Regions from separate parts of the Mus musculus genome. Here all the other regions are linked to region 1. A link is a contact called in public promoter capture Hi-C data. All regions are on one chromosome and are shown on one strand. The core of a region is the stretch at or near the end of the contact, and the rest is flanking DNA. Distances in the headings are between cores, read along the strand shown. Region 1 holds the start of Urm1 (ubiquitin related modifier 1). Region 2 holds the start of Ptges2 (prostaglandin E synthase 2). Region 3 holds the start of Aif1l (allograft inflammatory factor 1-like).

Region 1 (3,004 bases), core at 160-2,659:
CATTCTCCAATATATATATGATTTATATTTTTCAGTGTACTGTTTTTGTTTTTTGTTTGTTTTTCTAGACAGGGTTTCTCTGTGTAACCCTGGCTGTCCTGGAACTCACTTTGTAGACTAGGCTGGCCTCGAACTCAGAAATCCATCTGCCTCTGCCTCCCAAGTGCTGGGATTTAAGGCATGTGCCACCACCATCCGGTTCAGTGTACTGGTTTTTGCCTGAATATATGTAACTGGAACTGGAGTTAAAGTTGAGGACTGCCATGTGGGTGCTGGGAACCAACCCTGGGTTCTCTAGAATAGTAGCTAGTGCTATTAACCTCTGGGCCATCTCTGTAGTCCACTATTTTATGTATTGAGGCAGGGTCTTTCTGGAACTCAGAGCTTGCTCATTGGCTAGTGTAGGTTGCCAGCTTGCCCTGAGGAAGCCATCGTCACCTCCCTAGCTCTGGTATTGCCATGCTAACCATCATTTCACTTGGGTTGGGGATCTTATCTTTGATCTTTACACTTGCCCAGCAAGTACTTTATCAGATGAGCCATCTCCACAGCCCTAGCGTTTTTTTCACAAATCTCTATAATTCTAATTTTCTAACATCGGAAAATTTATTTCAGTTTAGGATTTCACATTTATTAGCATGGTTTGTACATTTGATTACGGCTGTCTCCCCGTCTCCCTGCTACACGGAGAGACCTAGAGACAAGAACTTCAGTTACAGCCGTTATTACTGACTCTCCACAGGACCAATCTGCCAGACACATTGTTAACTCAGTAACCGTGGAGTAGAAGACATACAATTCATCATCTGACACAGATGTTTGCATAGTAAGATGGCAGCTCCGGAGAGAGACAACAGGGTCAGAAACAAGAATTTGGAGTTACCTCGTTTTACTCCCTTAAGCGATGTTAGCTGGGTTGACAGGGTTCTTGTTTGTGGGTTCTTTGTTGTTTTTGGTTTTGTTTTGTTTTTGAACCCTGGGTGTCCTGTAATTCCCTACGTAGATCAGGCTGGCCTGGCACTCACATAATCCACCGTCTCTGCCTTTCTGAGGGCTAGGATTAACGGCGTGTGCCACCATGCGTGGCTTAAAAACAGATTTGTAGCCAATGAAAGATCAACAGTACGTGGCTCACAATCATGTCATCGGATGCTGATGAATTTCCCCTTAGACGTCTTTCTTCAGGAAGTCCCTTCCTGCTCGGTTTTTTTTTTTTTTTTTTTGGCCAGGTCCGCAAATAATGTAGACAATCAATTCCGCAGCCCACTGAGCGGGTGCCTTCGTCCAATAGCTGAGCAGTAACGAACGGATTTCGCCCCACCCCGTACCGCCTCTTCCGTTTACGCTTCCTGGTGGCGACCGGAAATAAACGGGCGCTCCGGAAGTTAAAGGGCGTGTCCTGCTAGTTTGGTTTCCTAAACATGGCGGCGCCCTTATGTGTGAAGGTGGAGTTCGGGTGAGTGAGATCTGGGGCGCCTTGGGGATGGAGCGAAGCCATAAGGCTCGGAATTCCGGACCTCTCTTGGCCTGCCGAGGCTGTGTCGCCCTCCGAGAGCCGGGATAATCCCCTGGCCTCTGACTGACGCGGTCTCTGTGGGTGACGAGGCCGTGAGTCCGAGAGTTGAGGCGCACACACGGGTAGGGAGATGCGTTTGGAATCCTTCGCCTTGCTCTGTATCATGTAGGACTGGGAGGCATTGACAGTGAGCAGGCGGTCTTCCGGCATGTTTCACCCGTGCCATTCCGAGCCCGACTCGCCTTGTCTGGTTTTTGAGCTTCTAAGGGGAGCGCACGAGTAGAGACGAACCCTGCTGAATAATCTCAGTTCTGTCTTCCCGCCTAGTGCCTTCCTAGGGGAAGTCTTGGCCAAGACAGGACCTTCCTCTTTCTCAAACCTTGTGTGTGTGTGTGTGTGTGTGTGTGTTTTCGAGACAGGGGTCCTCTCTGTTTGGCTGTCCTGGAACTCACTCTGTAGATCAGGCTGACCTCGAACACAGAAATCCGCCTGTCTCTGCCTCCCAAGTCCTGGGATTAAAGGCGTGGGCCACCACCGCCCGGCATACCTTGGAGTTTTAATTAGATTTTAATCTTTTGCAAAGTAGTTTGGTAAGTGTCTTCTGCAGAGTCCAGAGGAGCTACCGGGGTAAATAAGCTGCCACGGAGGGAGTGACTAACATTGGTAGTATATTATCCTTACTGTGAAAAGGTTCAGAATCCGGGTACACATCACTACTTGAAGGAACACGGGGAAAAGTGAAGATTGTCTCAAATCACCATTGTGTTCTTCCAACACACAGAATGCTTGTCATGGTTTCAAAACCTGCAGAAGACAGACTTCTTCGGAAGCTGAGAACAAAGAACTGAGGCTTCTAGAGATGGGTGGTTGGTTTCTAGAATCTTATGGAAAAGCTAGGGGTGTGTGTGTGTTTGTGTGTGTGTGTGTAGATGAAGAAGCCAAGGTTGAAGTGAAGGGAAACTCAAGGGTAGAGAGAGATGTAAAATTCCTTCCAAATGCCTTTCTTCGCCTTGGATGCCCCCCATTCCTTTCATGTTGTCCCTTCACTAGGCAGTTCATTCACCAGTCATTTATTGAGTGCCTACCATGTGCCAGGCAGTGAGCCAGACACCAAGGATACAAAGATAAATAGCACTCTGTCTAGTCCCTGCAGTGTTCAGCATTTCTGTCCCTTGGAAGGGAGTAGTCTCATGAATGTTAAGTGCAGTTTAATTGATGATATTGTCTTGCTGCTTGGATCCAATTAGGTTGGTCTGGCTTCCTGACTGCTTTACCTCTTCGAACCTTAGCCCAGCTAACACGGTATCCTCCCACCTCCCAAACTGGGCTATGAGGGGACTTCCTGATGCCTTGACCAGCTTCAGCAGAACTGAGAAGGAAGAAGTTACAGGCTCTCAGTGTTAATGTCTGTTGGTAGCCAACTTGCCTTTCATTCTCACTGAGACGTGGTATTTACTCAGCAGAGATGTGATCTTTCTGCCAGATACT
Region 2 (3,004 bases), core at 157-2,656, 2.6 Mb after region 1:
CCCATTCCATTCTCTCTCTCTCTCTCTCTTTTTTTCTTCTTCTTTTTTTGAGACAGGGTTTCTCTGTTTACCCCTGGCTGTTCTGGAACTCACTCTGTAGACCAAGCTGGCCTCGAACTCAGAAATCCACCTGTCTCTGCCTCCCAAGTGCTGGGATTAAGGGCGTGCACCACCATGCCTGGCACCCATTCCATTCTTTTTTTTTTTTTTTTTTTTTTTTTCGAGACAGGGTTTCTCTATATAGCTCTGGCTGTCCTGGAACTCACTTTGTAGACCAGGCTGGCCTCGAACTCAGAAATCTGCCTGCCTCTGCCTCCCAAGTGCTGGGATTAAAGGCGTGTGCCACCACGCCCGGCACCCATTCCATTCTTGCAAACTGATCTAATCATTTCCTAAATGACTCAATTATTATTATGATCACTCCACTCCTTAGTTTCAGTTTATAGATTTTGAGGGCCACAGATATCCTAATGTGGTTACATTGGGGATAGTTTTCCCTGGCCACGAGGGAAAACCGTCCTTATTTGCTGGGTCCTTGGTTGAAGCACACTAGGATCAGAAGTCATAGGGAGACAGGAGACGTAGGTGAGGAGGGGAGGTGAACTTATCAGAAACCGAGAAGTGTGACAGGCAGTGGGGCCTCTCAGCCCAGGCTGCAGCGCCACCTTTCTGAAGTTTTGTTCAGTTTGGGGGCTTCAACAGCCTCATTTTCCCCAACAGTATAATAAGATTGGTAGGTACTGTTCTCTAGTACAGGTTTCAGGCATTTGTTCCAGGATGCCGTTCTGGCTAGCCCCAGGACTGTTCCGGGACAACTCCTGCCCTACTTAGAAGGCTGTGTTTGAGCTGGAATCCTCCGTGCCTTTTAAGCCCATTTTTCTCTTCCCAGCTAGGTTTTCACAGAAAAATACGTTGGGGCCACCTAGCCTTTTTCGCTCTCCTAGGCCTGCATGCGCAGGTTCCAGATGCGTCTGGGTATTGTGGGCTCTGGCGCTGCCAGGCCCGGGAGAAAGCGAAGGCGGTGGATCGTACCCAGATCAGACTCTGGAACAGCCATTCCCCTACAACTCCATACCCGCTCGCCAAGGAACCCCACCTCTCCCTCTCGATTCCACGCCCACTATAAGGCCCCGCCCTCTTTCGGCTTCGGGGCGGGGTCAAGTCAGGGCTGTCCGCGGAGAAGCCTAGGCAGTGGAGGTCGGGCGCTCCGTTAAGACAAGTAAATTCGCAAAGGCCTGGGGTGTCCTGGGAACCTTCGCTCATTCCCATTCAGGCCTGAGAGGTCTTCGGGCTGCCAAGCCGGCCACTTAGCGTGGGCCATTTCCGCGACACGTGGTTTCCAAGGCCCCCCGCTGGATTTGAGAAAAGTTTATGGTTCGCATCATAGCAGCAGAGTACAGCATTGCGGGAGGGCAGAGAGAGTCTGAGACAATGCAGCCACCCACTGGAGACCGCGTCGGACCTTTTCTGGGGAGTGAATGGGTCGGAAGACCAATGTTCTCCCTGCCATCGTAGATGCACGATGTGGAAACGCCCGACCACGAGTTACAGGTCATCATTGTACCCTCAGAAGACAGCGACGCCAAGCCACTTCCTAAGCCCCTGGGGTGTGCTTCTGCCTCTCAGACAGGCATGCGCTCTCAGATCCCTCAAGGACTCTGGTCCTACTTGGCGTCATCGTTACCCTAGGCAACACGCAGGCCCGGTACTGTCCCTTTAAGGAATCCTAGAGCCGCCCTGGTTGGGCCATTTTGGTTTTGCGCGCTCGCCCGCAGCGCCGGCAGAGCGAACATGGCCCAGGCGGCGCGCCTTTCGTGGGTGCTTGTCTCTAGCCGGTGCGCCCTGACTGAGGGGCTGCTCACACGACCCTGGCAGCCGCTCTCGGCACAGAGCCGGGCTGGCTTCACCAGGGTGGCTGCCGGAAGCCGGGGCGCCGCGGTCCGCAAGGGGAGCCCGCGGTTGCTGGGGGCGGCGGCGCTGGCCCTGGGCGGCGCGCTGGGGCTGTACCACACCGTGCGGTGGCACCAGCGTTCCCAGGACCTCCGCGCGGAGCGCTCGGCTGCGCAGGTAAGACTTGGCTGGCACGGACTGCTGACGGGGAGCCGGGATTAGCCCCGAACTGCTGAGAAGCCGCAGGGTCAGGAGAGGCCTCTTTCGCCCGCTTGTGACCTTGGGCGAGTGTCTTGGCCTTAAGAGTGCGAGGAGGGTGGTGCTATCGCCCACGACTTAGAGCTGTATGTATCGCATGCCATGGTCTGTATTGTGATTTAGGGGCGTGTGTGTGGCACCGGGAGTAATCTTTATGGAACGAGTGACCCTGACTTCAGACTCAGAACTGGAGGCGTGCTCCAGCCCACCGTGGCTCGGCAGCCCTGTAGACCTTTCATGAGTTGCAGTCTTTAGCCCTTCTCCGCCCTGCCTCCCATGCTCCTTTCCTGCACCCAGGAACTGGAACTGGCGCGGAGTCCCTGCGGTTCACTGCTCTCTTCTCTGCCCAACCGATTTCCATCTGAAGACTGAGGGGAGGGGGGCTGCAATTGTAGCAAGCTCACCTGAAGGCTTCCCTGCAGAGGAGCTAAATGCAGCCTCCTCCCTCTTCGTTTGGAGATCTGAGGTAGATCTCACTTCTGGCCAGTGCTGCCTGGCCAGTTGGTCAGCTCTGCCAGTTACTCAGAAAGAGTTGGAGAAGTTAGGGGTAAGGGGTGGGAGTGGAGGAGACCTTAAGGACTATTAAGCTGGAGGAAGACACACCCTAGGACTGTCTTCTGTCCCCTTTGGGACAGGAGAAAGATGAACTCGCTCGAAGGGGCGCAGGGACCCCCCCCCCCCCCCACACACACACAGTGTTAGAGCCTCCTGGCCCTGCGGTATACTTGTTGGGCACTTGCAGGTAGGCTGTCTGTCACTCTCTGAGCCCCTTGCCCACCTTTCCTCACTCTCTTTTCAGGGTCACCTTAGAGGACTTCCTGAAGAAAGGTTTGCCTGAGGCGGGTGTGGAGCAAGA
Region 3 (3,004 bases), core at 234-2,733, 2.1 Mb after region 1:
CAGCTGCAAGAAGACTCTTAGACAAGTAGAGTTGCCTGCTGGTTAGACTAACTGATGCCCCGGGAAAGGAGACTCTCCATCCAACCTGTCACACTGTCTGTAGACCATGCGGCGGGCTCCAGGTTCCCAGTTTTGTGAGCTGTCATCCATGCTAGGGGGTGGACTTTGGCAACACAGCTGTCTGTGAGTCATTTCTGTTTCTGTAAGTTAACTCTTCACCCATATTCTTGTAAATAACCCTAATAAAGCTTACTGGGTCACCAAGCTGGACTTGGGTGATATCTGTAATTGGATCTCTCGTGGGTTCCTAAACTGGGGTGAGTAAACGTGTGTGTTGTATCTCCTCAGGAAAAGTTGGTCACACAACAACAGCTAACCCAGCTAGCTGGGACCATGGGCAGCCTGTGACCAGAGCAATAGGGCCCTGTTCTGAGTCCAGTTCCTGCCCGAGCTTTCAGAGGGAACACGACCATGCAGGCTTTGAACTCCCAAGCCCTTGTGGGCCTACCTTCTACAGTGCAGTCCCTGCTCCTGTTTCTCCTATTCTGCTGCTTAGGGAGCTTGTGTCAAGTGCCCAGCTTCAGATGAATGAATGAATGCATAGTGGGAGGAACCTAAGAGCAGGAGCCCTGCCTCGCAAGCATCTTTCCTCCCATTAGCCCCATAGCATTCTATCTGGACCACTGGACTCCCCTGTGTGAGCTTGGCTACCCGTCCCCACAGTCAGCTGGTCCCAGGATCCCAATCTAAGGAGTGTAGACTTGAAATAAGTCAGGGGAACAGGGATTCCTGGATCCCATGGTTAGGGCAATCCTGATCTGTGCCTGTGTCCACAATGTAACAATGGAGGGAGACCCTGTCTCTAGAAAGGGTCTCTAGTCTGTTCAGGTTGGACACTGGAATTCATGATCTCTTTCTTTACAAGTTCCTAGTTCTTGCATGCCCACCCTGGCTTCTCCTCAAGTCACAGGCTGCTTCTTTACCACCCTAGAGGACTCGTGTCCCAGCTTCAGCTTCCAGACTTTTCTATCTAGTAGGCATACCGGTACTACTTTGTAGTTAGGGGAAATGACACACAAAGACCAAGTGTCAGGTACACCGTATTTGCACCAACACACGTATTTATCTAAAATATCGGTGTTATCGTGGCACTGCCGGGCAAAGGTGACAGTGAGGTGACAGCCTCTATTGGCACTTGATCTTCACAACCAGCTCTGCAAAGTTCTTAGTGAGATGTGATATTGTCTCTTCTGGTGATGGGGAAAGAGGGCGTTCCCATCTTGCATTTTCCGCGTCCTCCAGCAGAGGGGCGGCGGCGGGCTAAGCGTCCGGCTAAACAGCGGGCTTTGATGCCCCGGGTGCGCGCGGCAGCGGGGAGGGGGGCAGGAGGCGGGCCGCCGGAGGGGCGGGGTGTGTCCGGCCGCGAGGTCCCTCCGCCCCTGGGTCCCGTCGCCACACGCTGCCGAAGGTCTGGACCAGACGACTTTTCCTCCCTGTTGTCCCTGGCCTTGTCCGGAGTCGGGCTCATACCATGTCGGTCGCACTCAGCAACAGGTTCCAAGGTAGGCGCCTGCTGTCCCCGCGCTATCCCGCGCCGGACGTCCCTGGGTCGCCACCTGTGTGCGCTGTGCGGCGCGCGCGGGAACTCGGAGGGGGCGCGTGGCCCGGTTGGTACCCTAGCTTCCCCGCCGACTCTTTGTCTCCCGCAGGAGGGAAGGCGTTCGGTTTGCTCAAAGCCCGGCAGGAGAAGAGGCTCGAGGAGATCAATCGGGTAAGCCGCGTCACTGTGTGGGACAGCGTGTGGGTCCCATGTGCCGCACTGTGCCACCCCTTCCCCCCAGACAAAATCAGCCCCTTCCTCCCCTACCCCTGGCCTTCTGCAATTGCATCCCTGGCCCCTGCTGTGTGGCCTCCAACTCCAGGTAAGTCCATTCCACCCCTTAGTTCTCTGCCTGGCGTCTCCAGTTGCAAGTTGTAACTCTCGACCAGGGAGGTGGGGCGGGTGAGGGAGCCGGCTGGGGACCACCTAAGGGGTTTGGCGCCAGGAGAGACCCCAGGGCCAGTGCTGTCTCCATAGACCCGCAGAACTTAACACTAGGAGCTGGCTAATGCTGGCATTTCCTTGTTGCCTCCCACCTCCAACTCTAACACACAGCTCTTTGCACCAGCTTTTAGAAAAGTTGCCCAAGGGACTGTTTTTTTCTTCTATGCTGGTCCTGGTCCTGGGGAAGTTCTAGAAAGAAATCCTTCCGCTGCTGCCAGAGACACAATAGCAGCTCCGTACGTTTGCTACTGAGCGTGTAGATCCCAGGAGATAAGAAACGGTGTCAGGGCCTCCTGGATTGGCAAAGCACAGAGGTGGCACAGCCTGAGGCTTTAGGGTTCCCAGGATCTGTGTTCAGATGTGACTGGTGTCTCAGTAAGAGCTTCTCGCTTCCTGCAGGGTCACTTTGTGGGCTCAGGAAAGTAAGGAGCCTACATCTTCTGGGGTCCAGCGCTAGGGAGACAGCCCGCGAAGTTAGTTTCTCTCTCTCTCTCTCTCTCTCTCTCTCTCTCTCTCTCTCTCTCTCTCTCTTTCTCTCTCTCTCTTTTCCTCTACAGTGGAGACTGAACTTAAGATTTTCTCCATGCTAGACACTCTACCCTAGAGTTATTAGTACATTGGGGCTGAGGTATGCCAATTGATATAAGGGGAGGCATTTCTTCTTATTTGCCCCTTTGGTCCCTGGACACCCAGAGTGACAAACTCCAGGCCCCTGTCGAGGAGCTAGCTGGTAGGGTTAGCACACTAGAGGTAACTGGAGGTCGTTGGAGATGCCAGGGCTGTGGTCCTGTTGAAGTGTTTCGACCTAATTCCTTTATTTCCATGGACTGTCTAGACCCAGATAGGTGTCTCTTCCCGTCCACCAGCTCCAGGAGTCCCTGTAGGGCTCTGGGGCCTCTTACTAGGACCCTTCCCTTTTCCCTTGGGGCTTGTCATAGAGCATGGTCTTGGGGGACCCGT

The links. Capture Hi-C pulls out chosen DNA fragments and counts their contacts.
Region 2: a promoter capture Hi-C map of pancreatic islet shows a contact between it and region 1. The contact joins the promoter of Ptges2 here to the promoter of Urm1 in region 1. A contact is called at or near these places in 2 of 39 promoter capture datasets (liver and pre-B cells) and 2 of 9 other capture datasets (liver and pancreatic islet).
Region 3: a contact with region 1 is called in a promoter capture Hi-C map of pancreatic islet. The contact joins the promoter of Aif1l here to the promoter of Urm1 in region 1. A contact is called at or near these places in 1 of 39 promoter capture datasets (liver) and 1 of 9 other capture datasets (pancreatic islet).

The regions. Positions count from the first base shown.
Region 1 is chr2:29,825,980-29,828,983 of GRCm38.p6, forward strand. Urm1 (ubiquitin related modifier 1) reads left to right here and starts at 1,410. Exons shown (of 5, transcript NM_026615.4): 1 at 1,410-1,456. The coding sequence starts at 1,422.
Region 2 is chr2:32,394,484-32,397,487 of GRCm38.p6, forward strand. It overlaps Ptges2 (prostaglandin E synthase 2), which reads left to right and starts at 1,407. Exons shown (of 7, transcript NM_133783.2): 1 at 1,407-2,067. The coding sequence starts at 1,792.
Region 3 is chr2:31,948,820-31,951,823 of GRCm38.p6, forward strand. Aif1l (allograft inflammatory factor 1-like) reads left to right here and starts at 1,484. Exons shown (of 6, transcript NM_145144.1): 1 at 1,484-1,562; 2 at 1,710-1,771. The coding sequence starts at 1,532. It overlaps Lamc3 (laminin gamma 3), which reads left to right. Exons shown (of 28, transcript NM_011836.4): 28 at 1-264.